Linked DNA regions of Mus musculus: all the other regions are linked to region 3. A link is a contact called in public Hi-C, HiCAR-type and promoter capture Hi-C data. All regions are on one chromosome and are shown on one strand. The core of a region is the stretch at or near the end of the contact, and the rest is flanking DNA. Distances in the headings are between cores, read along the strand shown. Region 1 holds the start of Plekhg1 (pleckstrin homology domain containing, family G (with RhoGef domain) member 1). Region 2 holds the start of Ust (uronyl-2-sulfotransferase). Region 3 holds the start of Mtrf1l (mitochondrial translational release factor 1-like). Region 4 holds the start of Tab2 (TGF-beta activated kinase 1/MAP3K7 binding protein 2). Region 5 holds the start of Zc3h12d (zinc finger CCCH type containing 12D).

Evidence for each region. Promoter capture Hi-C pulls out the DNA fragments that hold promoters and counts their contacts. A called contact is a pair of places that touch in the nucleus more often than the background predicts. HiCAR-type assays count read pairs that join an accessible place to other places.
Region 1: a HiCAR-type map of astrocytes shows a contact between it and region 3, with 4 times the contacts expected there. The contact joins the promoter of Plekhg1 here to the promoter of Mtrf1l in region 3. A contact is called at or near these places in 2 of 39 promoter capture datasets (liver and pre-B cells) and 1 of 115 datasets of contacts at active chromatin or transcription factors (astrocytes).
Region 2: a contact with region 3 is called in a Hi-C map of CD4 T cells, with 4 times the contacts expected there. The contact joins the promoter of Ust here to the promoter of Mtrf1l in region 3. A contact is called at or near these places in 1 of 484 Hi-C or Micro-C datasets (CD4 T cells) and 1 of 115 datasets of contacts at active chromatin or transcription factors (pro-B cells).
Region 4: a promoter capture Hi-C map of embryonic stem cells shows a contact between it and region 3, with 3 times the contacts expected there. The contact joins the promoter of Tab2 here to the promoter of Mtrf1l in region 3. A contact is called at or near these places in 2 of 39 promoter capture datasets (embryonic stem cells and liver), 2 of 484 Hi-C or Micro-C datasets (CD4 T cells and embryonic stem cells) and 1 of 115 datasets of contacts at active chromatin or transcription factors (large pre-B cells).
Region 5: a contact with region 3 is called in a promoter capture Hi-C map of pre-B cells. The contact joins the promoter of Zc3h12d here to the promoter of Mtrf1l in region 3. A contact is called at or near these places in 4 of 39 promoter capture datasets (hippocampal neurons, liver and pre-B cells) and 1 of 115 datasets of contacts at active chromatin or transcription factors (large pre-B cells).

The regions. Positions count from the first base shown.
Region 1 is chr10:3,739,047-3,741,746 of GRCm38.p6, forward strand. Plekhg1 (pleckstrin homology domain containing, family G (with RhoGef domain) member 1) reads left to right here and starts at 1,331. Exons shown (of 17, transcript NM_001159942.1): 1 at 1,331-1,494. All of the region lies in intron 1 of Gm30164 (a long non-coding RNA gene), which reads right to left.
Region 2 is chr10:8,517,315-8,520,125 of GRCm38.p6, forward strand. Ust (uronyl-2-sulfotransferase) reads right to left here and starts at 1,511. Exons shown (of 8, transcript NM_177387.3): 1 at 836-1,511. The coding sequence starts at 1,085.
Region 3 is chr10:5,822,563-5,825,401 of GRCm38.p6, forward strand. Mtrf1l (mitochondrial translational release factor 1-like) reads right to left here and starts at 1,381. Exons shown (of 7, transcript NM_175374.3): 1 at 964-1,381. The coding sequence starts at 1,201.
Region 4 is chr10:7,954,689-7,957,388 of GRCm38.p6, forward strand. It overlaps Tab2 (TGF-beta activated kinase 1/MAP3K7 binding protein 2), which reads right to left and starts at 1,435. Exons shown (of 7, transcript NM_138667.3): 1 at 1,113-1,435.
Region 5 is chr10:7,830,946-7,833,795 of GRCm38.p6, forward strand. It overlaps Zc3h12d (zinc finger CCCH type containing 12D), which reads left to right and starts at 1,525. Exons shown (of 6, transcript NM_172785.3): 1 at 1,525-1,617.

The sequences.
Region 1 (2,700 bases), core at 81-2,580, 2.1 Mb before region 3:
CAAGCTAGTAAGCAGTCCTCCATGGCCTCTGCATTAGCAGGTGACTCCAGGTTTCTGCCCCGCTTGAGTTCCTGCCTTGACTTCCTCCAATGTTGAATAGTGATGTGGACGTGAAAGCCAAGGGTTTCCCTGCCCTCTTGGCTTTTAGTTATGGTGTTTCATCACAGCAGTAGTAACTATATGTTGGACAAAAGAATGACTTGCATACCAGGGGGAAGCAGGCAGGACGGCCAGAGTTCATTATGCTACTCAGAATGTGGACACATTGAAAGGTGAATTGTTTGTTTATTAAAAAAGCAAAACAAGCAAAAAACAAAAAACCCTCTCACCCAGTACCATAAAACTTTATAATATGTGGTGTACTACAGGGAGATGAAGTTCTTAGAATCAAGCAGAGTGCGTGGCTGTGTCTTACTACGCCTGGTGAAACACAGGCATATCTGACACACCTGTTTGAAAGGTGCCAAGTGCTACCAAGAATGTCACCAAAAAGGCACCTGTGATAGAGGTCCTATTTTTTATTGTCCTACCTTATGGGTGCCTTTAAACATCTGGCTGTCGCAAAGGTCTCTGCCTCCTTTTCCACTTTTGCTTTCTCTAATCAAAGGTCATCCAGTATGTTCACTGGGGTGGTGGGGGTGCTGATGCCTGAACCCAGTAAGCACCCTTCTCCCATTTCCTAGTGTTGTGACATCATAAGCTACAGTGTGAAATTCGAGTTTGGATGCAAAGAAACGGTGTTGGATCCGATTTCAGAACACTCTGGGAAGTGGCCATGTCCAAGGCTTAGCTGTACCCCAACAGCCCAGAGAAGAGAAGAAAAAAGAAAGCGATGTGGCTGTTAACACAGTAGCAGGGAGTTTTTTTTTTTTTTTAAAGAAGAGAGAAGAGAGAAAAGAAAAACAAAAAGAAAAAGAGGGAAAGGAAAACGGAAAGAGAAGAAAAGGAGAAAAGAGAAGAAAAGGAAAGAGAAGAGAAGAGAAGAGAAGAGAAGAGAAGAGAAGAGAAAAAAGAAGAGAAGAGAAGAGAAGAGAAGAGAAGAGAAGAGAAGAGAAAAGAAAAGAAAAGAAAAGAAAAGAAAAGAAAAGAAAAGAAAAGAAAAAAGAAAAGAGACAAAAACTTTCCCCCCAGAGGCTGTAATTTGACTGCTGTCTTTGGCAAAGCTCCAGAGAGCAAGCTTAATCTCTTTCTGAGCTGCCTCCTCCTCTCTGCCTCTTTCCTCCCGCAGGGCCCCGTGGAGGCGGGCGGGGACCGCAACCCGCTGCAGCGGACCGAGGAGCGGGGCGGGGCGGGACACGCCGGGAGCAGAGTGGGAAAGAGGAAGTGGAGCCAGGCGAGCTGCAGGGCTCGGGGCCGCCGGAGCCGGCGCTGGAGCGCAGCGCACCGCGGAGCCAGCGCTCGGGAGCCGCCCCTCTCCCGTAAGCTCCGCCGAGACTATTCCAGGGACCAGACAAGGGAAGCCGGGGACCTCGGCCACGCGCCCCGAATCTGCAGGTGGGAAGAGCGGGATCGCAGTGCCTGGCCCTGGGCGGGGGGGGGGGGGGGGGGGGGGGGGGGGGGCGGGGCGGGGGGTGTCTCTGAGCGCTGCTCCTGGGAGGGGACTGATGGGGTCGTTGGCAGTCGACTGATGGGGTCGACTCAGGCAGGACCTGCTAGCCCGGCGCTCCCGCCCCTTGCTGCAGCCACCCGGGTTGCAGTTTGCAGCTCCGCGAAGTTTGCTCAAGCGCGCCGTGTGCCACCCGCGCCCCCAAGTCAAGCGGAACTATCCCCAAATAGGACAGTCTGGACAACACCCCAACAGCGGTGCGGGCGCGATGGCGGGGAGTGCTGTGTGCTCCAGCTAGGAGCAGTCCTGCGTGGGGCAGAAACTCGCGTGGGCGCCCCCAAATCAGCAAGTCAGCGCTTTATAGGAGTGACCCGGGAGTCTAGAAGCTGTGCCCCATCCGTCACCCGGACACACGGTAATACCTAGCTGGCTACGACTGTGTGGACTGTTGGCCAGAGGAAAAGGTTGTTGGGGGGCGGGCAGCAGGCCCCGGGGTGACTGCTAGAGCAGACCCCCTCTTTGTGTCCCCCATGGAGTCTCAGAGCTCTACAGTCCAGGACGCCCAGTGAGGAGAGGGTGGTTGGCTTCCTCAGTTTCACAATGTTCCTGAGAAACAATGATGTAGCTGATTGCTTGGATGTGTTGTATGAAGTTGGTATGTGTAAAGCTGACTGTGTGTGCAACCCTGGAATTTCATTAAGCTCTGGCGGCTCTTGGCGCTCTCTTTGTACCACCTTCAGGTGGCCAGAGCTTACTGCACCTATTTTGACAGCGATTTTATCTTCTCAGGAAACCCAGTCACCTCGGGAGGGTTGTTTTGGGGATTAGGGGCACTCTGGATACAAACTGAATACACATTGGATACAAAACCAGTAGGATGCCTTAAGTCTGGGTCAGATTTAACGTTTAATTGAATTCCAGGCTTAGATTGCGTTAAAACCTGTGGTCAGCCTGTTTGAATTCTCAGTTTCTGGAGTTCGCATACTTTCAAAGAATAGATGAGTTTTGGTTTTTGTTGTTGTTGTTAAACTGATGTTTTTTTTGTTTTTTTTTTTTGTTTTGTTTTGTTTTTAAAGTGTATCCAAGTCTATCGTGTCAGAGATCTAAAACCTCTCAACTTTAGCCTTACACTGTGTGGGACGTGAGGAAAAGCA
Region 2 (2,811 bases), core at 261-2,760, 2.7 Mb after region 3:
CCTCTCCTGGCCACAGAAGTCAAGGAATTTACACCCTCCCTCAGCCAAGGCACAGGAGCCAGCATCATCCCTGGGACCTGAGCGAGTGCTGGCCAAGCCTTGGCACTCAGAATCATGGATGAGAGAGCAGCGAGGTCATACCTCACTGAAATCTGTTTTCTTGGGTTCCAACCTCTTCCTTTTTCAGCCACGAACCAAAAAGAAAAAAAAAAAAGTTGACTTAAGACACATACGGGGCGGAATTTCGAAGGCGGCACAGTTGACTGGCACCTAGAAACAGCCCCAATTTCTCCCGCACTCTCGCTGCAGTCCGCGGGGTGCGCAGGTGCTGCCAAGGAACAAACCAACCTAGGGAAAGACTGGAATCACCTGGGCCAACTCACAAACGGGGGACCCAGTGGATAGAATATCTAAAAGTGACTGGAAAGCGGGGTTAAACCAGCCCACACAACTCAGAAGGGAAAAGCCAGACGGGACAGGATTGTAAGTTGTTAACCACATCCTAGAGAGGACTGTGCACGCACCGCCAGGCCAGCATACACACAAATATTCACAAACATGCACATGTCTATTCTGCCCCAGTTGGAGTGGCGATTCGGGGACAGGTACGTGGTGTCCGGGCTTGGGACACCTGCCCGGAGTCCCCCGTCGCTGCGGGCAGCCCAGAGTACTGTAGGAAGCAGGCGCTCCCAGCTGCCTCACTGAGGGATGCTCAGTGGCATCCCACCTGGGGAGCCTCGGGGACCGTGGTGGCCGTGACAGCTTTAGATGTTCCCCGCTTATCACCCTTTCCCCGAGTGCCCAACTTTGCGGGGCTGGCGCAGCCCTTCCCTACCCAAATACTGCCGCAGGTCGAGCAGGAAGCGAGGGGGTCCCCCGCTGAGCTGGTAGAAGAGGGAGCCCAGGCAGAAGACCAGCAGGGTAGCCATGCAGAAACCGTAGTCCCGGAGGGAGAAGCGCAGGAAAGGCAGCAGCGGGATCCGGCGCTTGCAGCTGCCCAGGCACGGAGGGGCGCCCCCCACAGGGGCCCCATGGGGCCAGGGATCCGTGCCGCCGCCGGGATGCTGCTGCTGCTTCTTCTTCATCGCCGGCTCCGCCGCCTCGAACAGCCCGCCCCGGCCAGGAAGAGGTCACCCATCCGCCGCCAGCCGGAGCGCCTAGCCGGCTGTCTGCACATGGAGAGGGACGCGCTGAGGGCAGCCGGGTGGGGGCGGGGAGGGGCCGAAGTTGCCGGGCTCAGGGTACTCTGCTCGTCTTGGTCCCCACCGCTCGCTGCGGCCCCAAAGGGCCCAAAATGTCCCGGGCCCCGCCGTGGGGGTGGCGATCGCAACCCACGCCTGGTCGCGCGTCCTGCTAGCAGCCCCGCGTCCCGTAGCAGCCCTGCGCCCCAAGTCCCGCCGCGCCCCGGGCTCGCTCCCGGCTCGCCTCCAGCGCCAGCGTGGACCCCCCGGGCTTTGTGTGGGTCGCGGGCGGTGTGTTTGGTCCCAGTTCAGGCTCGGCTAGCTCAAGGCAGGGAGGATCGGGAGGCGGACACCACCCTCTCGCTCCACCTCCTTGACAGGGGCTTCCCTCCCTCCTCGCCTCTCCTCCCCTCCCCTTTCTCTCTGGCGCGAGACGGCCCGCTCTCCTCCCTCCCCGGCCCTCCCTTCCCTCTCCAACCCTGGGCTCGACGCTGGACTCGGTGTCACATTACGGCTTCTGCTGGGGCGGGCAGGGAGGGAGGAGGGGGCCGAGGATCAGCAACAAGGAAGAAAGTTTTTGGGTGCGTGGATTTTTTTTTTTTCCTCCTCCATTCTCTACAATCTGGTCTCGGTTCCTGCGCTACCAGCGACCTCTTGGGGCCCGCTGACTTCCCTCTCGTAAACAGTCGCCTTGGAGGATTTGACTACGTTTGTCTTTTCATTTGGGGAACTTGATTCTCTTTCTATATCCCAAGCGACCCACCTACCAAAAGCCGATATAAAATGTGCTGGGATATGGGTTCAAGACCTAGCCGGGACGGTAAAAGGCAAGAGGTGGGTGGTTTCGGCAGAGCCAGGCATAGCTCACGCCCTTGGCTCAGAATCAGAGGGCGCTTTTTTCTTGCCCTCCCTCGTCTTACAAGCACTCCACTGAAAACAAGGGTACTCCACTGACTGGAGGAAGACCTTACAGCAGATATAAAAGGAGAAGGCTCTGTGCCTTCACAGACCTGTTTCACCATCTCTCTTCCCACCGCTGGGAAGTTTCTAGAACTGAAAGAGCCCACGGAGCTTCCCAGAGACCTATCCGAGAACAGGGCTGCTCTATCAAACACACTTAATCGTTTTTGTTTTTACAAATCACCAGATACACAAGTGATATGGCCTAAGAGTTACATTGTGATTCCAGTGTCCTAGATTGTTTTTCTGTTGCTGTGATAAACATCATGACCCAAAATAACATGGAGGAAAAAAAGAATTTGTTTGGCTTACCAGTTACAGTCCATTGTGGAGGGAAGGTGAGGCAGGAGGAACCTAGAGACAGGAACTGGAGCAGAAACTGGAGAAATGTGCTTACGCGGGTTCTAGGTTCACCTTCCGCCGTCTTTCTTGTACTGTCCAGGGCCACCTGCTTAGGAACGGCTCTCTGCCTGCTGTGGCCTGGCCCCCCTACATCAATTAGCAATCAAGAAAATGCTCCCCAGACAGGAGCAAAAAAACAATCTGTTGGAGACAGTTCTCCAATAATGTTTTTCTTTTCCAAGCTGAGTTAAGTTGGAAACAGAAGTGACATTTAGTGACATAAGCAGGTAGGTAGGACTGTGAACAAGACAGATATATTAACCACTGC
Region 3 (2,839 bases), core at 131-2,630:
AACCAACCTCAATCCCTCTTCCCACTTTCTTCGAGGCAGGGTCTCTGAATCAAGCCTTAAGTTCCCAAGTGTGTTCTACTCGGCAGACGTCTCTGGAGGCTTTAGGAACGCAGACACTTTGGAATCTCGAGGGAAACATGAATTTCCAGGTCTCGAGTTCTAACCATACAGTGCATCGCTCCTCTTGCACTGCAGTGTGCCAATGCCATACACTCACCTGCGGCTTTAGTTCCTCTGCTGGGACTAGCGAGTCTTTCCTGTGCAGCTGAGCTGCCAGTGTGAGACCCCAACTTACAGAGCATTTCTCCCTGGAAGGTAAAGAAAGCCCCTGGACGTTCCCCAAGCTTGCTTTCCCTGATCTCTAAAAATACAGCCAGAAAGAAGCTCTTTGTTCTCTATAGCCAGCAAAAAGCCTTTTTGTTTCTATACTTTACAACCAGAGATGCCTGCCTTCCTGTGCTGAGGACACGGAGATAAAAATTCAGAAAGAACTCACTACCCACTCCTGCCTTGTAAATTTCACCAAGGACACAGAAAAGAGAAGAACTCTCTTCCCAACTCCTCCCAACTCTTCCCAACTCTCCTCCCAACTCCTCCCAATTCCTCAGCTAGCTGTTAAAAGCCCCCTACTGCCACTGCTTGGGGTCGAACTCCCCTGCCCGGCACCGTCCTCAGCTAGCTGATAATAAAACCTCTTGCAGTTTGCATCAGGTGTGGTTTTCTCTCGGGTCACTGGGGTGCTGGCCAGCTCATCCCGGGACTTGAGCGGAGGCCTAGCTTCGGGGGTCTTACACCAGGAGGGGAGAGGAAGCAACCGAGAACCTTAGTGACTTCAGAGGACTAACTTGGCAGAGCACCTTGTCCAGGGACTGCTCTAGAGAGCCCAATGGAGGATTGTCAGAACCCTAGTGACAAGATCTGGAACGCAGATGGCTTCCGAACCCACTAGAGCGGGTGGCTTACCGTGCAGCAATGACTCCGTGTCCCGCAGCTCCCGCTCCTTCTCGCTCAGCAGTCGGGCGGCCGCGGCCAGCTGGGGGTACCCAGCGTCCAGACCACCGGCCTCCGAGCCCACGCGGCGCTCCAGGAAGGCCCGCAGGGGCCCGCCGCGGGCGAGGAGCTCCTCGGAAGGCGGCGGCGTGCGGCTGAAGGCGCGGCGGGCCCACAGGCGCCGGGCACCGCTCAGAAACCCGCTCCGCATCCTGGCTGGGCCGCCCACCTAGCAGAAAATATACAAACACTCTAGGAAGGTCTCCGATCCAGAAATGTTCTGCCGGAAATGTTACGAGAACTTCCGGCAAAGCGTAGTACAGCCTGGAGGTCCTCTAAAGTCAAAAGGCAAGCGGGCAGGGAGGTCTGGACGCGTTTGCCCCGCCTCCAACCCGAGCGCCGAAGTCTCCGCCCTACCCCAGGGGAGGGGCTCCGGATTCTCAGCTCCTCCTCCAAATGGGACAGGTCTGGGGCCTCAGCCCGCCCCCCTCAGGGCGGAGCTCCACCGTCTCAGCCCCGCCTCCACGGGGGCGTGGAAACCACCCACGCCTGACTCCCACTTCTAGTGGGCGAGCTCTGCTGCCTAGGCGTGACCTTGAGATAGCGAGTGCCTCCAATGCCTCAGCCCCGCCTTGAGACAGAACTTCACCTCCTCAGACCGGCCTCTAGGGAAGAGCTCCAATGCCTCAGCTCCGCTTCCTCGGCCCCGCCCTCCAAAGGAAACTCCAAAAGCGCGGCTCCGCCTCCTCAGCCCTGTTCTCTAGGGAAGGAGCTTTAACGCCTCAGTCCCGCCTTCTCGGGTCGGCTCCTGGAGGAAGCGCTTCCTCCGCCTCGTCTCTCAGGGTGGAGCTCCACCTAGTTCCGCCTACAGGCTGAACTCAGAAGCCTCACCTCCAGACCAACTCTGAAGCCTCGACTCCGCCCTCAGGCCGAGTTTGGCTGCTCCCCAAGACCTGTTCCCCAGCGAGCCAGGCTGGAGTGAACAGCAGGTGTCTGCAGTCTGAAGGTGAAGGTTTGCTTCTCAAGGCTGTGAGACTTAAGGATAGTCAAGCGACCAGCAGGCACAGAGTCCACAGCCACAGAAGTCATCTATCTCCAGTCTCTAAGGCTTAATTATAGGGTGGTCATCTGACATAGGTTCCTTTCAAGGACAGGCATATCCTACTAAACCTCCCAGGGACGCTACAAAATCTGTTTTCCTATCGTCACCCACCACACCAAGCACTAGGTTTCTCCGTTTCCTGCCTCACATTCTGATTCACTCAATCCGACTCTCCATTGCTCTCTCACTTTCTTGCTGTTGCTCCCTCCTCCTCCATATCCAAGTTAAAACTAACAAACTACAACACAATGAAGCATTTTAAAACTTTCCTCATTCTGCTCTGAAGTTGTAACTCTCGGGGAGTACTTGCTTACCTTGCTCAAGGCTGTCTGCAGCCCTGCAATTAAAAAAAGAAAGAGAGAAAAATCAAAGGCCTCCCTCTAGTGGACATCCACCCTCCTGACTACTAACTTATGTATTTGCAATTCAAAAGACTTAACCACTGCCTACCAGAGAAGTGGGTAACAGGATGTGAATAAACCAGACAAGCCACTCCTGAGGATGCAGAATTTGAAGCTTAGTCTACTTGCGAATTCTACTGGATTACTAGCTGTTTTTTGGACCATGGTGGTTCACTGCTGATCAAACTGTTCTCTGTTTAGAATCAAATGGGTACTCTTACCATTAACACTAATCAAAATTACTAATTTCAAGATTATATAAAATGAATTTTGCATCCTATCTAATCAATCCTTAGCATCACATACAAGGGCACTGGCATGAAGAAATGAAGCGGCTCTTCAAGTG
Region 4 (2,700 bases), core at 185-2,684, 2.1 Mb after region 3:
TTATAAAATGGCAATCAACCTAACCCTACGATTTGGCACTTTACTAACTTACCCAGCACTGACAAAATGGATGCAAAGCTAGAGTGTCTGGCTGCTGCCTCGAATACTGCATTTGTGTCCAAGAACTTTCCAATGACTAGAAGCCCATTTACCAACAGCCTGCAATGCTTTTGGGAACCCGAACTTCACGGAGACTCGAATAAAAGCTCCAGGAGGCTGCAAGTCTCCACCACTCTCCTGAAAACCCCTCTTATCAGAAACATTTGAAGAATTCCTCCATAACAATTAAGCTGACTTGAATGGAAACTTAGCATCTCAAATATACTATATATGGAATGAAACTTGGCCAAACACGTAAATACAAACTCACACGCTCCCTGACACTTTCGGCCTACAATTATGAGCCAAGGATTCTACAGCATCAGCAACAGACAGATCCACCTGTCACCTGTCAGCAACACCCAGGGACCCTTGTTAAGTCTTCCTCTTCCAACCACTATCTCGGGGCAAGAAAATCAGAGTAGTCCTGTGGACTCTAAGGGGGCCCCAACCTCTTCACAGCGGGGCGTGCTGCCCATTTGGAAGAAGGCTGCAGACAAGCAAAATCGGAAAGCAAAGCGAGAGAGGTGCTTCCTCTTTACCCTGCACTTAACTTCCCCGGCTCTCCCTTAACTCGCGGGCCCCGAAGTCATCGTTATCCAGACCTGGGTTCCCCCAAAGGCGTCTGGTTCCCTCCCTCCCACTTCCAGATCACAGGCCTGGGGGCGGACCGGGGGCCAAGGCACCCCCACCCCCGGCTCTCTCCGGCGCTGGGCTCCGGGGCAGGCCCGGTCCCCCTCCCCCGACGCCCCGGAGCCCAGGCCAGGCCCCAGGCTCCCCGCCCCCACCCTCCCCGCAGGACTTGGGGGGCCTCCCTGCGCCTCGCCACCGCGGGCAGGACCCGGGCGGAGCGGCGGACGAAGGCGAGGAAGGCGCGGACGCCCCGCTAGGGCTTCGCGCGCCAGGCAGAGCCGGTCCCCGAGCCGCTGCAGGCGCGGGGAGCCGGGCTGGGGGTGGGGGGGGTGGGGGGTGGGGAGGGATCCCGCCGAGGCCCCGCAGCGCCGTCCGCTTACCCTTCGCCGCCGCCGCGGCTTCCCCCTCCTCCTCGTCCGCCGCCGCCGCCTCTCCCACTTGGGCAGCCGTCTCCCCCGTCGTCACCGCGGCCGCCGCCAGCGCCGATTCCACCCGGCAGGGGGGACACCTCAGCCCTCCCTCCCTCCCCGCTCGGCCCCCTCCGCCCGGCCGCCGCCAACTCCCTCCGGCCGCCGCCGCCGCTCGCGGCTGAGGGGGAGGGGAGGGGGTCGGCCTGGGGCGCCCCGCCGCCGGCGCCTGCCGCGGATCAAAGCGATGGCCGGGGCGGCGTCGCCGCGGCCCGCTGCTCGGCTCCGGCTCGCACGGCCGCCCTGCCTCCCTCCGCCCCCACCCCCCTGCCGCTCGCCTGCCCTCCCCCCACCCCCCCAGCTCTCGCTCGCTCGCCCGCTCGCGCCGCGGCTCCGCCAGCCCAGTCCGCATCAAAATACGGCCACACAATATGGCGGCGCGGCGGCCGGCAAACACCGCGAGATCTGAGGCGGCGGCCGTGACGAGGCCTCCCTCCGCCGGGTGGCGGGGATGCTCTGTCCACGCCCCACCTCCGCCAGCCGCCGTCCCCACTCCCGGCTCGCCGTGGCCGGAGGGGACGCGTCCCGGCGCGGGCTGAGGAGGAGCACGCGGGTCCCTCACGCTCGGACGGGGAGGGAGGGAGGGAGAGAGAGAGGAGCCGAGCGGTGCGCGCGCCGCCGAGGGCCTCGCGGCTCCGGAAGCGGGTGGCGGGCTGTGCGAGCAGGGCGAGCCGTGCGAGCCGGCGGCCCAGCTCGGGGAGACGGGCGGGACCCTGCAGGCCCTGACGGGCCGCGGGGCAGGTGGGCCTGAGGCGGAGGCGAGCGCCGGGCCTGCGGGGCTGCGGGGCCGCGAGCCGGACACACCCCCTTGGAGCCGGGCCGCGCCCAGGCCGCGAGCTACCGGGTGACCCGGGAGGGACGGCGGGTCGGATGGAGACCGGGCGGTGCGGGACGCGTCCTGGAAGCCGCGGGACCCGAGCGGAGTTTGGCTCGGCCGCTGGACTTTCCTTGATCAGCAGTGGGGGCCCGCAGAGAGAACGATCTAAAGAATCAAGCGAGTCGTTGCGATTGTAACTGCACGTTCCTAGAAGACCTAGAAGCAGAGCCAAAGACACTTTAGCTTCGAGGGGAGACGCGGGGGAGGGGACACTTCTGGTTTCTATCTTCTTAAAGATGTGCTTCGTTTTCCCTCGGGGTGGGGTGGGGTTGGGTGGTGGTGGTCAACGTTCAGATGTTTCTCACAATGTAAAATATTTTAAAATCTTGGCGGTTTCATATGGCAAAAAAAAAAAAGGCTTTTTTTTTCTTCTTCTTGACCCTGTCCAAAGTGTGCATATCGCTGCCAGTTTCTTCCTTGAAGAAATTCATACTACCGAAAAAAATCCGGAAGGACTATTTTTATTATTCTGTTATCAGTATAAGCTCCATAGGTGCTTATTGCTTATTGTTTTTAAAGCCCCTTTTTTAAACACTTAAAACCCTTTCACTTCCTTTTTACACTCAGTTTTACAAAGTACCTGAAATATTGGGGTTTAGCTCTACTTAAAAACTTTTAGCCCGC
Region 5 (2,850 bases), core at 275-2,774, 2.0 Mb after region 3:
TGCCTGCTTCTGCCTTCCGAGTGCTAGGACAAAAGATGTGTGCCACCACTGCCCAGCTGACACCATCATTTTTGTTCATATGTGTGCATCTGTGTGTGTGAATGCATGTGCATATATGGAGGAGGAGGCTCCCGAGGCACTGTCTACTCATAATTTTAGGATTTCGTGTGTGTGTGTGTGTGTATGTGCACTCTGCCACAGTGTGTGTCAAGGTCAAGGGACAGCTTGCAGGAATGGGTTCTCTTCTTCCACATGTAGGTCCTAGGTATCACAGGTTATCAGCCTCGGCCATGGGTGCCTCTACCTGCTAAGGCATCTCAATGGCCTATAAATCAAGATTTTTATATCCCATATCCCCGGTCCATCTTAATAATCTTCCCAGAGCTTCTGAGACCTGTTGTCTTAGACCTAAGCTCTCAAGGCTAGGTGTGGTAGTTCACACCTTTAATCTCAGCACTGGGAGGCCGAGGTAGGAGGACTGAGTTCAAGGCTAGCCTAGGTATAGCATGCTCAAGGATGGCCTAGAATACATACAAAGACGGTGTTTCAAAAAACATAAATGACCCAGTGGGTAAGAGTGTTTGCTGTGCAAGCAGTAAAGAGAGCCGCCGAGCCCTTTTTCCTCCTGATTAGAAATCAGGAGGACCTGATTTCTAATCTCCATCACCCAGGAGAAAGCCAGGGCATTCTTGCTTCCTCAGACCCAAGTCCCGGGTTCAAAACTCAGCTTAACTCCTTAGCTATATCCTTGAAGAAGTCTTTGTTAGGGGTGTTATCTGGTGGGAGGTGGGCTGCTATACCTTTTTTTTTTTTTTTTTTTTTTTTTTTTGCATTGCTATGAAAGACCCCAAATTCAGGAAACAGAATTCTGAGTCTGCTCTCTGTACTTGCTCTATGTATAGCGGCTGAATGGTGCATTGTGTAGGCCTGGGATCAGATGTGAGCTCCTCAGTTAGAGAAAGCTGTCACTCACTCCATGTAGGACTGCAGTAAAGAGAGCCGCTGAGCCCTTTTTCCACAGGGGGTCATTACTTCTTGAGACTCCTGGCTTTGTGGGTGACGGGCAGAATCCTCTCAGCCCAAGTTCCATGAACAACTTGAGGCGGTCTTTGCCCTTCCCGCTTCCCTTTGACAGTCTATGGTCTTCTTCAGCTGAGCATCGACTTCCCCTAGAGCATCTTCAAGCAGATGGGCTTCCCAGCCACCAGGAGTGGGAACTTAGCAGCTCTTCTCACCCTCCGATTCCATTCGCGGTGCTTTTGCCCTCTTGGACTCCTGGCTGTCCCGGGAGGAGGCGCGTTTGTTTTGCACGGTTGCTGTACTTTGCTTTGACTGGGGCGGAGGCGTGAACTTCCTACCTCTCACTGCCTTCTTCCTTTTCTCTTTAACACAAAGTGTAAGTACCTTTTGCAGCTGAACGTGCCTTGCGCAGGAAGTGGAGCGCAGGCTTGGATCAGCTTCTAGCAGGGGTGTGGCCTGGGCGCTGGCCCTCCTCTGACTCCAGCAACTCCTGAGGGACTGAGCAGAGCACTCCCTAGCTGAAAAGAGAGGGGCACTGGGAAGGCTCAGGCAGCTGGGCCAAGTCTGCTGTGAGAGCCCGAGGGACACACCCTGCTGGTGAGTGCTTGTGCCCTGCTATCAATTAACGTGGCAGGCACAGTACAGACTTCAGTCAAGGGCATGGGAGAAGGGCATGTTAGAGACAGGTGTGTGAGCCAGGACTGCCCTCAACACCCTGGCTTCTCACACCTGAGACGTTCTGTTAGGTGTTCAAATTACGGAAATACGGTAAGCATCATTAACTGCCTTTAGATGCAGGGTCTGCTCAGTTTTATCAAGGATCATTCTGTGTGACGGGGGAGGACGGGGGTTAATCCAGCCAATTGAAGTAAACCTCCCATCTGCGGGCTTCGTAGCAACGTTGAATGCTGTGGCGTTCAGGAGTGGACATTGCTTTATTCTTTCCAGGCTCACTAAAGTGTCTACCAGTCTAGACAGTGGCTCGGCGGGGTCTACTTTCCTGGCTGGAGAGAGATCAGGAGTTTTGGCAGCAGCCTCAAGACTGATGAAGAGATTGATTGGTCTTAGCCTGATATGGCTAATTCTTTGCAGAACTAGAAACCCAAGCTTTGTCACCCAAGATTAGGGAGTTTTCTCCCAGGCCTGATGATGCTAATATGGACCTGGCCTAAGGATAGGTCTATGGCCCATGGCTCTAAATGCTTCAAGCATGCCTGTAAGTTACCTATAGCAGCAGAGAAGGATGGGGGTGGCAGGGAGTAAGTCTGAGGAGAAAACAAAAGTCCAGGCCAGAACATGTTCATAACAGTTTGAGTGACAGTAGCCAAGAGACAGAAGCAGCCAAAGTAGCCCCTGTGAGTGAACACACACACATATGGATTATGATTCATAATCCACATGGGTTGTGATTCTGCCTCAAACAAAAGGGAAATTTGGACACAACACGGTAGGAGCTTGAGGTTGTTGAGCTAAGTAGAATGAATAGTGTCAGAGGATACATGTTGTGCGATCCCACTCCTGTGGGCCAGATTCCTGGACACAGCAGAAAGATGGCTACTAGCTAGGGCAGGGCAGGGCTTGGGGGCTCAGGAGGATGGATTTCAAGGGATGGAGAGTTCTGGAGATGGGTGAGCAAAGTGTAGACTACTCACCCATACAGGTGAGCTTAGAGATGGTTAAAATGGGGCCTTGTGCAAGCCAGGCAAGCACCCTGCTACTAAGATACAGGCCTAGCCCTCTGCAATAAGTTTTTAAATTACAAATTCTCTTTTAAAAAGGCAGAAGTGAGCAGGCTTAAAAAAAAAAAATCAGCCCTGTGGGATGAAATCT